3 separate regions of the Mus musculus genome follow, and all the other regions are linked to region 1. The links are chromatin contacts, called in public Hi-C and promoter capture Hi-C maps. All regions are on one chromosome and are shown on one strand. The core of a region is the stretch at or near the end of the contact, and the rest is flanking DNA. Distances in the headings are between cores, read along the strand shown. Region 1 overlaps Hk1 (hexokinase 1). Region 2 overlaps Ddx21 (DExD box helicase 21). Region 3 has its middle 22 kb from the start of Kifbp.

Evidence for each region. A called contact is a pair of places that touch in the nucleus more often than the background predicts. Capture Hi-C pulls out chosen DNA fragments and counts their contacts.
Region 2: a contact with region 1 is called in a promoter capture Hi-C map of adipose tissue. The contact joins two enhancer-like sites.
Region 3: a Hi-C map of granulocyte-monocyte progenitors shows a contact between it and region 1, with 2.5 times the contacts expected there. The contact joins two enhancer-like sites. A contact is called at or near these places in 4 of 39 promoter capture datasets (embryonic stem cells, pre-B cells, stem cell-derived epiblast-like cells and 1 more), 10 of 484 Hi-C or Micro-C datasets (B cells, LSK cells, Th1 cells and 6 more) and 2 of 9 other capture datasets (adipose tissue and liver).

Annotation. Positions count from the first base shown.
Region 1 is chr10:62,286,450-62,289,546 of GRCm38.p6, reverse strand. Hk1 (hexokinase 1) reads left to right here. Exons shown (of 18, transcript NM_001146100.1): 10 at 2,895-3,097. Among named protein-coding and RNA genes, the nearest start is that of Tacr2, 36 kb to the right of the region's middle. Within about 2 kb of position 1,651, at least 32 of the 459 cell types and tissues checked have an H3K27ac peak or open chromatin away from gene starts, as enhancers often do. A contact at or near this core is called in adipose tissue and granulocyte-monocyte progenitors, where this site is marked.
Region 2 is chr10:62,588,810-62,591,906 of GRCm38.p6, reverse strand. Ddx21 (DExD box helicase 21) reads left to right here. Exons shown (of 15, transcript NM_019553.2): 6 at 1-90; 7 at 1,141-1,286; 8 at 1,980-2,129; 9 at 3,089-3,097. Among named protein-coding and RNA genes, the nearest start is that of Kifbp, 12 kb to the right of the region's middle. Within about 2 kb of position 1,521, at least 20 of the 459 cell types and tissues checked have an H3K27ac peak or open chromatin away from gene starts, as enhancers often do. A contact at or near this core is called in adipose tissue, where this site is marked.
Region 3 is chr10:62,555,183-62,558,279 of GRCm38.p6, reverse strand. No RefSeq gene overlaps it. Among named protein-coding and RNA genes, the nearest start is that of Kifbp, 22 kb to the left of the region's middle. Within about 2 kb of position 1,564, at least 49 of the 459 cell types and tissues checked have an H3K27ac peak or open chromatin away from gene starts, as enhancers often do. A contact at or near this core is called in granulocyte-monocyte progenitors, where this site is marked.

The DNA.
Region 1 (3,097 bases), core at 402-2,901:
TTTTTTATTTTTATTTTTTTTGAGAGAGGGTTTCTCTGTATAGCCCTGGCTGTCCTGGAACTCACTTTGTAGACCAGGCTGGCCTCGAACTCAAAAATCCGCCTGCCTCTGCCTCCCAAGTGCTGGGCTGCCTTCTTGCTTGCTCATGGTGTTGGCCCTTCCAAGCTTCAGAAAGTCTCCCCGGCCATTGACAAAGTGACTGAAACTTCTGAAATGAAAGCAAATCCTGAGTCTTTGCTGAGGTTTAACGATCTCTGACCATGGCACTGGGTTTTGTGTGAGTGCAAGACCGAAGCTCGTATTTGCAGATTCTCAGCCTTCACACTGGGACACTTGCACAAATACATGCATTGAAGTAGTTCCTGGATGCCAAGGGGCTAGCAGTAGGCTAGCTGGGTGATGCCAGCTTCCAAGTTCACAGTTTTGTGTGTGTGTGTATGAGTGTATAATAAATATATGTATATATGTACATATATACATATATATTATATATTATTTATATATATTAAATATATACACATATATATTTAAAAGATACTTGAAAGAGAAAATTAACCATTCCTTTCTTTATCCTTCCCCTTTCTTTTTGGTCCCCTTAAGAAGCAAAGTCTCATTATGTTGGCCAAGCTGTCCCTGAAACTTGTAGGCTTCAAGTAATCCTTTTGCCTCAGCTGTCGAGTAGCTGGGACCACGGGTCTATGCAACTGCATGCAGCTTTTTCTGTGGAATTCTTGGCTATTTTTTTTTTCCGACAAGAAAGCCTAAAGGTGTATAATATCATATTAAAACTGGTGTAACTAGTGAGGCCCTTGTCTAAAAAATCCAAGCAAAACAAAACATCTCTAGGCGGTAAATCAAATACACACGACACCAGCTCTATCACCATAGCGAGTCCTCAGGATACAGTCTGGTGGTGTTAGGGTCATCCATGCTCCAAAACTACTTCTCTTCTGTTTGCACCTTCACCTTCTTTTAAGAACTTATTATTTTACGTGCATTAGTGTTTTGCCTACACACTTGTCTGTTGAATCTCCTGGAACCGTAGTTACGGGTGGTTGCTGGGAATTGAACTCAGGACCTCTGGAAGAGCACCATGTGCTCTTAACCACTGAGCCATCTCTCCAGCGCCCACACCTTCACATTTTAAAGAGTAACTCTGACCCGGGGTGACTGCTCAGTCAGGAAAGTGCAGGTTATACAAGTTGGAACACGGGATGCACTTCCCTAGAACCCAAGACAAGTGTAACAGCGTGCACCTGTAATCCCGGGGGAGGGTAGATCTCTGGGGCCTGCTGGCCAGCAAGTCTAGCCTGTTGGGGAGCCCTAGATTCAGGAGAGACCCTATCTTTAAAAATAAGGTGTGGCGCGATTAAGAAAGATGCCTGATATTAACCGTGTCCTCCACGCCTGTGCTCACATGTGAGCTCATGTATGTATACCTTACTCATGTGCACCCATCCAGGAGCGTGCGCATGCTCAAAAACAAAGAATAACTCGGAACAGGTGTTTCCTCATTTCAGAATTACTAGAAATTCGAGGCCATTTTCAAGAGTTTCAAAAAGAATAGAAGCCATTCTTGACCCGTCCCTTGGAGGCAGTGACTGTTGGTCTTTTGGGGAAATGGCTTTTCCTGTTTCCTTTGGCCTGTGGCCATCCATAATGTAGACCACAGGCTCTGTCTCACACTGGCCTAAGCTTTTCTTCTAGAAAAGAGGAAGATCCAAATGAAAAACAAACAAACAAAAAAAGCGAAGTAAACAAAACCACACAAAAAAGGTTATTGAGCCTGGCTCCTTCATTCATGTGTGGTTCCTCACTAAACCCATTCATTTCCCAGCCCCACCCTCAGCCAGACTCTGGTCTTCCTGGAGTCCAAGGTCAGTACTGGCTCAAGGTCACTTGCCTCAGCATTTGCCCTTGTCCTTGGGTCTGACTCTGAAGTGCTTGCCTCTGGCCCCTGTGGTACAGGGCTGTAATATAGCCTTGATAGACCCCCTTTTTGATCATTTGAAGCAAAGTCTCTCTCCCTCTCTCTCTCTCTCTCTCTCTCTCTCTCTCATTCTCTCTCCTAATTGGTTATTTTTATCTATTTACATTTCAGATGTTGTCCCCACTTCCCCCTCCGAAAGCACCCCCCCCCATATCTCCCCTCCCTTGAGCAAAGTCTTGCTATGCAGCTCCTGCTGGCTTAGAACTGACTCTGTAGCCCAGGTTGGTCTGGAGTTAGCAAGTGATTCTGCCTCACACAAAGATGGTTTGGGCCCTCGAATTTTTTTTTTTTTTTTTTAGATATTTTCTTTTTATACATTTCAAATGCTATCCTGAAAGTTCCCTATACCCTCCCCTACCCACCCGCTCCCACTTCTTGGCCCTGGCGTTCCCCTATACTGGGGCATATAAAGTTTGCAAGACCAAGGGGCCTCTCTTCCCAGTGATGGCCGACTAGGCCATCTTCTGCTACATATGCAGCTAGAGACATGAGCTCTGGGGGTACTGGTTAGTTCATATTGTTGTTCCACCTATAGGGTTGCAGACTCCTTCAGCTCCTTGGGTGCTTTCTCTAGCTCCTCCATTGGGGGCCCTGTGTTCCATCCTATAGATGACTGTGAGCATCCACTTCTGTATTTGCCAGGCACTGGCATAGCCTCATACGAGGCTGCTATATCAGGGTCCCTTCCTCTCTTTTTTTGTTGTTATTGTTATAAGCAGTTTTAGGTAATTTTTTTTTTTTTGTATTTCATGCATTGTTTCTATGGCATGTACATAGAGGCTGCATAAGCAAAGAGCAGTAGCAGAATGGAATCAAAGCGTTCTGACAGGAGAGTTCGAACCTGGCCCAAGTATGTAGCCTGGTCCAGCCCTTGTGGCTCACCCACTGCCACCTTCTCCCTCAGGTATTCCCGGCGGTTCCACAAGACCCTGAGGCGCCTGGTGCCTGACTCGGACGTCCGGTTCCTCCTCTCGGAGAGTGGCAGTGGCAAGGGAGCCGCCATGGTGACCGCTGTGGCCTACCGCCTGGCCGAGCAGCACCGGCAGATTGAGGAAACCCTGTCCCACTTCCGCCTCAGCAAGCAGGCACTGATGGAGGTGAAGAAGA
Region 2 (3,097 bases), core at 272-2,771, 300 kb before region 1:
AACATGTTGTCCTGGATGAAGTCGACCAGATGTTGGATATGGGTTTTGCTGATCAAGTGGAAGAAATTTTATGTGTTGCATACAAGAAAGGTAAGCCCCAAATTTAAGGGACTGGTGGAGGGGACCTCAGGAAGGGTCATGGTGAAATTGTCTTCTAGGAGATAATAAGGACACTCGGGAAAACTTGTTTTTTGATACAGGGTTTCCTGTGTAGCCCTAGTTATCGGGAATTCAGTCTGCTCAAGGCTGGCCTTGACCTCAGGCTCTCCTGCCTCTGCTTCCTGAGCACTAGCACTAAAGGCTCATGCCACTACTACCTGGCTAAAGTTTGGAAAAATTAAAAAAAATTTTTTTCTTAACTTGGAAATTGAAAAAAAATAGGTTATATAATTCACAAAAGCTTGGGAGAATAAAAGAAAAAATTCGTATTGTGCCAGCTTGATCACTGTTCCTAACAGTTTTCAGTGTATGTACTGTTAAGATACTAAAATTTTGTCAAGTGATTTATTCAACCACCTACCTCGTTTTATAACCGTCACTCATACCAGAGGGTTCTGGTCACAGTTGGAGTTCTGCAGTACCTGGAGTTGGTTCTATAACACAGACCTTCATGAGTAGAGCTACTGATCAGCTGTAAAGTGCACTGGACCTGTTCTGTCAGCTTGTGTCCTCGGGGCTTCTGAGAGCAGTAGTGTCCCTAAAGCCAGATGAGCACATACATTGAGGGTCTTTTGTCGTTTGGGGGTGCTGAGGATTAAGCTGAAGGCTTTGTCACTGGATTGCACCCCTAGCCCTGGTTCTAGATTCTTAATCTACTAAACTGCTGTGGGATTCGTTTGGTTGTGGGCTGCTTGGTTAGCGGTCTATGCTGGTTGGTTCCTGGGCTTCCAGGATTTGTCGTCCAGTTGGCAGGCCTCCTTCCTGGGATGGATTTCCTGTGAGTGACAGAGGCTGGAAGTAAATCTGATTGCACATACTTTTGTCATTTGGGGATCCATTATGATGACAGATCATTTCAGTTTTTGTGTGGTGCCAGTGGTCCGTGTTAATGGTGCTGCGGTGTGGAGGTGCCAGGTGAGGTGGAGTGCTGTGTATGCAGGCTTGCTTGGATTATTCACACTGACTTCTTTTTCCCCCAAGATTCTGAAGACAACCCCCAAACATTGCTTTTCTCTGCAACTTGCCCTCATTGGGTGTTTAATGTTGCTAAGAAATACATGAAATCTACATACGAACAGGTGGACCTGATTGGTAAAAAGACTCAGAAAGCAGCTATAACTGTGGAGGTAAATGATTCATTTAGTTGCCGGAATTAGTTAAATCACTGTTTCCTGTCTGATAGTTTTAATAGTAGCAAATCCAAGCTCTTTTTCCACATAAATACTCAGTCCCTATGCAGAGCCAATTAACATTTCTTTTATGTATGGTGTCTGTGCTTTCTGGATTGCACCATCTAGCGGCCTGATTTCAGTCTTTGGAACCTTGTGTTTGAATTAGATAAACAAAGTGGTTACGTTCAGAGTTCAGCCACTAGTGGGCAGCAGAGCAATCTGGTGCGTCATCTTGAATCTGTTTCATCTTAGGCTCCGGTACCTAGATGAATTCATTTCACCCAAAGCGGGCCTGTACAGTAGTTATTGCAGGTTGTATTTTAAGTGGATGAAGGGGCATAGCATGCACAGGCCTTTCTTGTCTGTTATTTGGTTTCCTGCGGGGGTGTGGGAAATAGTGTTTCCTGATTACATTAGAATGCAATGAAACCAGATGCTCTTTGGAAAAAGGATAAGCCTGGAGGAGGTAGACCATGCTGCTCCTGACTTGGGTTTATTTAGTTTCCTTTTTTCCCTCTAAGCCATGGTGGCAGCAGACAGCCCTGTAAGGTCTGCGTTTACTTCCTGTACCAAGCATTAGATGTAAGAGTTGAGAAGGGAGCTGCAATGTCCATCTAGGCTTTAGTAAGTGTTCCTTTCTCTCTTCAGCACCTGGCGATTAAGTGTCACTGGACAGAAAGGGCAGCGGTGATTGGGGATGTGATCCGAGTGTACAGTGGTCATCAAGGGCGCACGATCATCTTCTGTGAAACCAAGAAGGATGCCCAGGAGCTATCTCAGAACACGTGCATAAAGCAGGTTGGTCCTTTTCATACCTGAAGCCTGGGTCTTCAGTGAGTTTTTATCTTGGACTCTGCTTTCATTCTGGATTTCAATTATCCAGTGACTTCCATGTTGTGTTAGATTAGGGGAAGTGTCTCTGATGGTCAGGGTTTATGAAATCTACCAGTCCTGCCTCATGGGTGGTGGTTCACTGGTAAAGCTACACCTACAAAGTAGGTATAGTCTCCTTTGGGTGATATTCTCAACCTTGGAGAGTGTAGTTAGAAAGAGTTGATGTGGGCTGGGGAGATGACCCAGCAGTTAAGAGTACTGACTGCAGAGGTTCTGAGTTCAAATCCCAACAACCACATGGTGGCTCACAACCATCTGTAATGGGATCGAATGCCCACTTCTGGTGTGTCTGAAGACAGCTACAAAGTACTCATATAAATAAAATAAATCTTTAAAAAAAGAAACAGTTGATGTAACAGCTGAGAGCTACAAACAGTTTGAAGATTTTTTCCATGTAAGAAGCAGGTTGCAAGGGGTTGGGGATTTGGCTCCGTGGTAAAGTGCTTGCCAAGCAAGCGCAAGGCCCTAGGTTCAGGCCTCAGCTCTGGAAAACAAACAGAGACAAAAAAGAAGCAGGTGCAAGAAGACATCTGCTCTTCATAAATAAATCTTTTAAAACAGGGAAGGTTTGAAGAGATGGCTCAGTGGTACTGTTTGCTTTTCCAGAGGTCTTGAGTTCCCTGCAACCACGTGGTGGCTCATAACCATCTATAGTGAGATCTGATGCCTTCTTCTGGTCTGCAGGTGTACATGCAGACCGAGCATAAAATATATAAATTTGAGAGGGGGGGGAGGGTGGGTGAGTGGGTGTCTGCTTTTCACTTTATGGCATTCCCTGCCCAAGCTGAGCTCTTGTTGCAGGTGGACAGTGTCATGTTGTGTCTAGAATTCTGAATTCTGAGGTCAGTTGATTTCTTTGGCAGGATGCCCAG
Region 3 (3,097 bases), core at 315-2,814, 270 kb before region 1:
AGTGCTCTTAACTGCTGAGCCAGCTCTCCAGCCCATAAGAATCGTTCTTTTAAAAAAAGGTGTGTGGGCTGGCAAGATGGCTCAGCAGTTAAGAGCACTGACTGCTCTTCTGAAGGTTCTGGGTTCAAATCCCGCAACCACATGGTGGCTCACAACCATCTGTAATGAAATCTGATGCCCTCTTCTGGTGTGTCTGAAGACAGCTACAGTGTACTTACATATAATAAATAAATCTTAAAAAAAAAAAAGGTGTGTGTGTGTGTGTTTGTGTGTGTGTGTGTGTGTGCATACCAAGTGCATGACTGTGGATCATGTGCCTGCAATGTCCCTGGAGGCCAGTAGAGGGCATCAGACTCCCCTGGAACTGGAGGTACAGGCAGCTGTGACTGCCATGTGGGTACTGGGGGCCAAGCCCTGGTCCCTAGAAGAGGAGCCAGTTCTAAGCCATCTCTCCATCCTGTTTTCTTGTTACAAAAAAAAAAGAAAGAAAAAAAAAGTCTTATTTTTGACACGTTAAAGGTATTGCCTTAGAGAATAATATTTTAATGTTTTTATTAGTACATGTTAATTATTCACAGTTGATTTCACTTTGGCATTTTGATACATATTCCAATCACACTGATCCTGTTACCTTCTCCTGCACCCCTCCCTCAGTCTCCTTCCTCAGAGAAGACTATTTCTCTAATAAGACTGTACAGTGAGGAAATATCAAAATAGACAATCTTGCTGGGAGTACTGTCGCACTCCTTTAATTTCAGTACTTGGGTGGCAGAGGCACCAGAATCTCTTGAGTTCAAAGCCAGCCTGGTCAACACCAGGCGTCAGGTGGAGGAAGCTTTGTAGGTTGGGGACAGTTTACATTTTATTCTAGGCTCAATGGCTCCTAGAATTTTAGCAAGATGACTGGCCAATCTAATTGGATTTGTTTGCTTGTTTGTTTGTTTGTTTGAGACAGTGTTTCTCTGTGTAGCTCTGACTGTCCTACGACTCATTCTGTAGACCAAGCTGGCCTTGAACTCACAGAGAACCGCCTGTTTCTGCCTCCCATGTGCTGGGATTGAAGGTGTACACCACCACCTCATGGCCCTGATTGAGAGTTTTTAGGAGACCAGCTCCTATGGGCTGGGAACATGGCCCAGATGATCCGCGCTTGTCCAGCATGCTCAGAGTCCCGAGCTCAATCTCAGCACCGCATACACTAGATATGGTGTTCCTTCCCTGTGCTCTTAGTGCTCAGGAGGCTGGAGAAACATACGTTTGAAGTCTATTTGAACTACCCACTGACTGTGAGGCTCGGGCTCTATGAGGCCCTCTCTGGAAGAGCAAGAAGGAGCAAGAACAGGGGCTTCTGCAGGGGATGGGTTGATACAGTTGATCCAAGTCGGAGACAAGACGGTTTGGACCAGGATGATGGGGAGGGAAGGTCACCCTCTGGTTTTAAAGCAGAAGCCACGGGCCATGCTAAAGGTTTTTAAGGGGGAGGAACCAAGAGCCACAGTGGAGGCGGCACACAGACAGAGCATGTTTTAAGTGAGGCCTGTAGGGTTAGAAGCCAGAACTCTGCTTAGGTCACGTTGAGTTGAGGAAGTTAAGCCTGAGTTGAAACAACCTCTGTTTGATAGCTTTTCATGAGAGAGACCTTCCTTAAAAGGGAATGGAGGAAGCTTAAAGGAGCCATAGAGGGCCGGGCAGTTTCTTGAGGACACAGATGTGACAGGGAATCTGTTCTTAAGGGAAACTGAAACGCACCTCCCTGTCTGTTTCAAGTCTTGCTTTTACTGATGTTGATGTGTATGGGTGATTTTCATGGGTGTCTATGCACCACGTGGGTACAGTATCCTTGGAAGTCAGAAGAGGGTGTCAGACTCCATGGAACTGGAGTTAAAGATGGTTGTGAGCCACCACGTGGGCTCTGGGAATCAAAGGGTCCTTTGCAAGAACAGCAAGTGCTCTTAACTGCTGAACCATCTCTCCTCACCACTCCCCTCCCACACACACGCACGCCAAGCCTTTCCTGATACGGTCATTTTCATAACCTCATTTTAGTGTCTGCTTAACAAGTACCTGCTGGGCTTTGGATATGCCACAGCTCACTGTCTTTTGCCTTTGCCTCTCTTCTTTCCCGGCAGTGCTAGCTTGATTTCAAAGGGGAAAAGGCCAAATAGTACCAGCAGTGACCGGAAAACTGGTCTTCATTCCTTTGTCACTTGCTCTCTGTGGCCCTTCACACTGGGACACGTCTCTGGTTGGCAGTAGAGATCCCATCCTGTATTCTCCTGACACACTCGTCCTGAAGGCACTGGCTGCTTCCCTAGAGAGCCCTGTCTCCCATGTTCTGTTCTCAAAGCCCCCTGACACTCACAATACAGAGGGCAGCAGAGAGCTGGTGTTCATGGGGTTTAAACATGCTATGAAAATGGGGCAGTCGGTGAGTGGCAGGCATGTTTGAACCACAGATCTCTTACAAAACTAAGCTACTGGTCCTGCCAATTCCATGAGAATGGACCTTGAGAAAAATTCCTCACAAATGGAGGGGAAAATTGACCTGAAATTCCACATTATCTAAACCATAATTAAAACCATATGAAGAGGATTTTTCAGTTACCAGTTTCATTTCTTTTCTTTTTTCTTTTCTTAAAAGATTTATTTATCTCTTGTGAGGCTATGCCAGTGCCTGGCAAATATAGAAGTGGATGCTCACAGTTGTCTATAAGATGGAACACAGGGCCACCAATGGAGGAGCTAGAGAAAGTACCCAAGGAGCTGAAGGGATCTGCAACCCTATATGTGGAACAACAATATGAACTAACCAGTACCCCCAGAGCTTGTGTCTCTAGCTGCATATGTAGCAGAAGATGGCCTAGTTGGCCATCATTGGGAGGAGAGGCCCTTGGTCTTGCGAAGATTATATGCCCCAGTACAGGGGAATGCCAGGGCCAGGAAGCAGGAGTGGGTGGGTTGGGGAACAGGGCAGGGGGAGGGTGTAGGAGACTTTCGGGATAGCATTTGAAATGTAATTGAAGAAAATATCTAATAATAAAAAAAAAAAGGAAAAAAAGATTTATTTATTTTGTTTGTGAGTGCTCTATCTGCATGT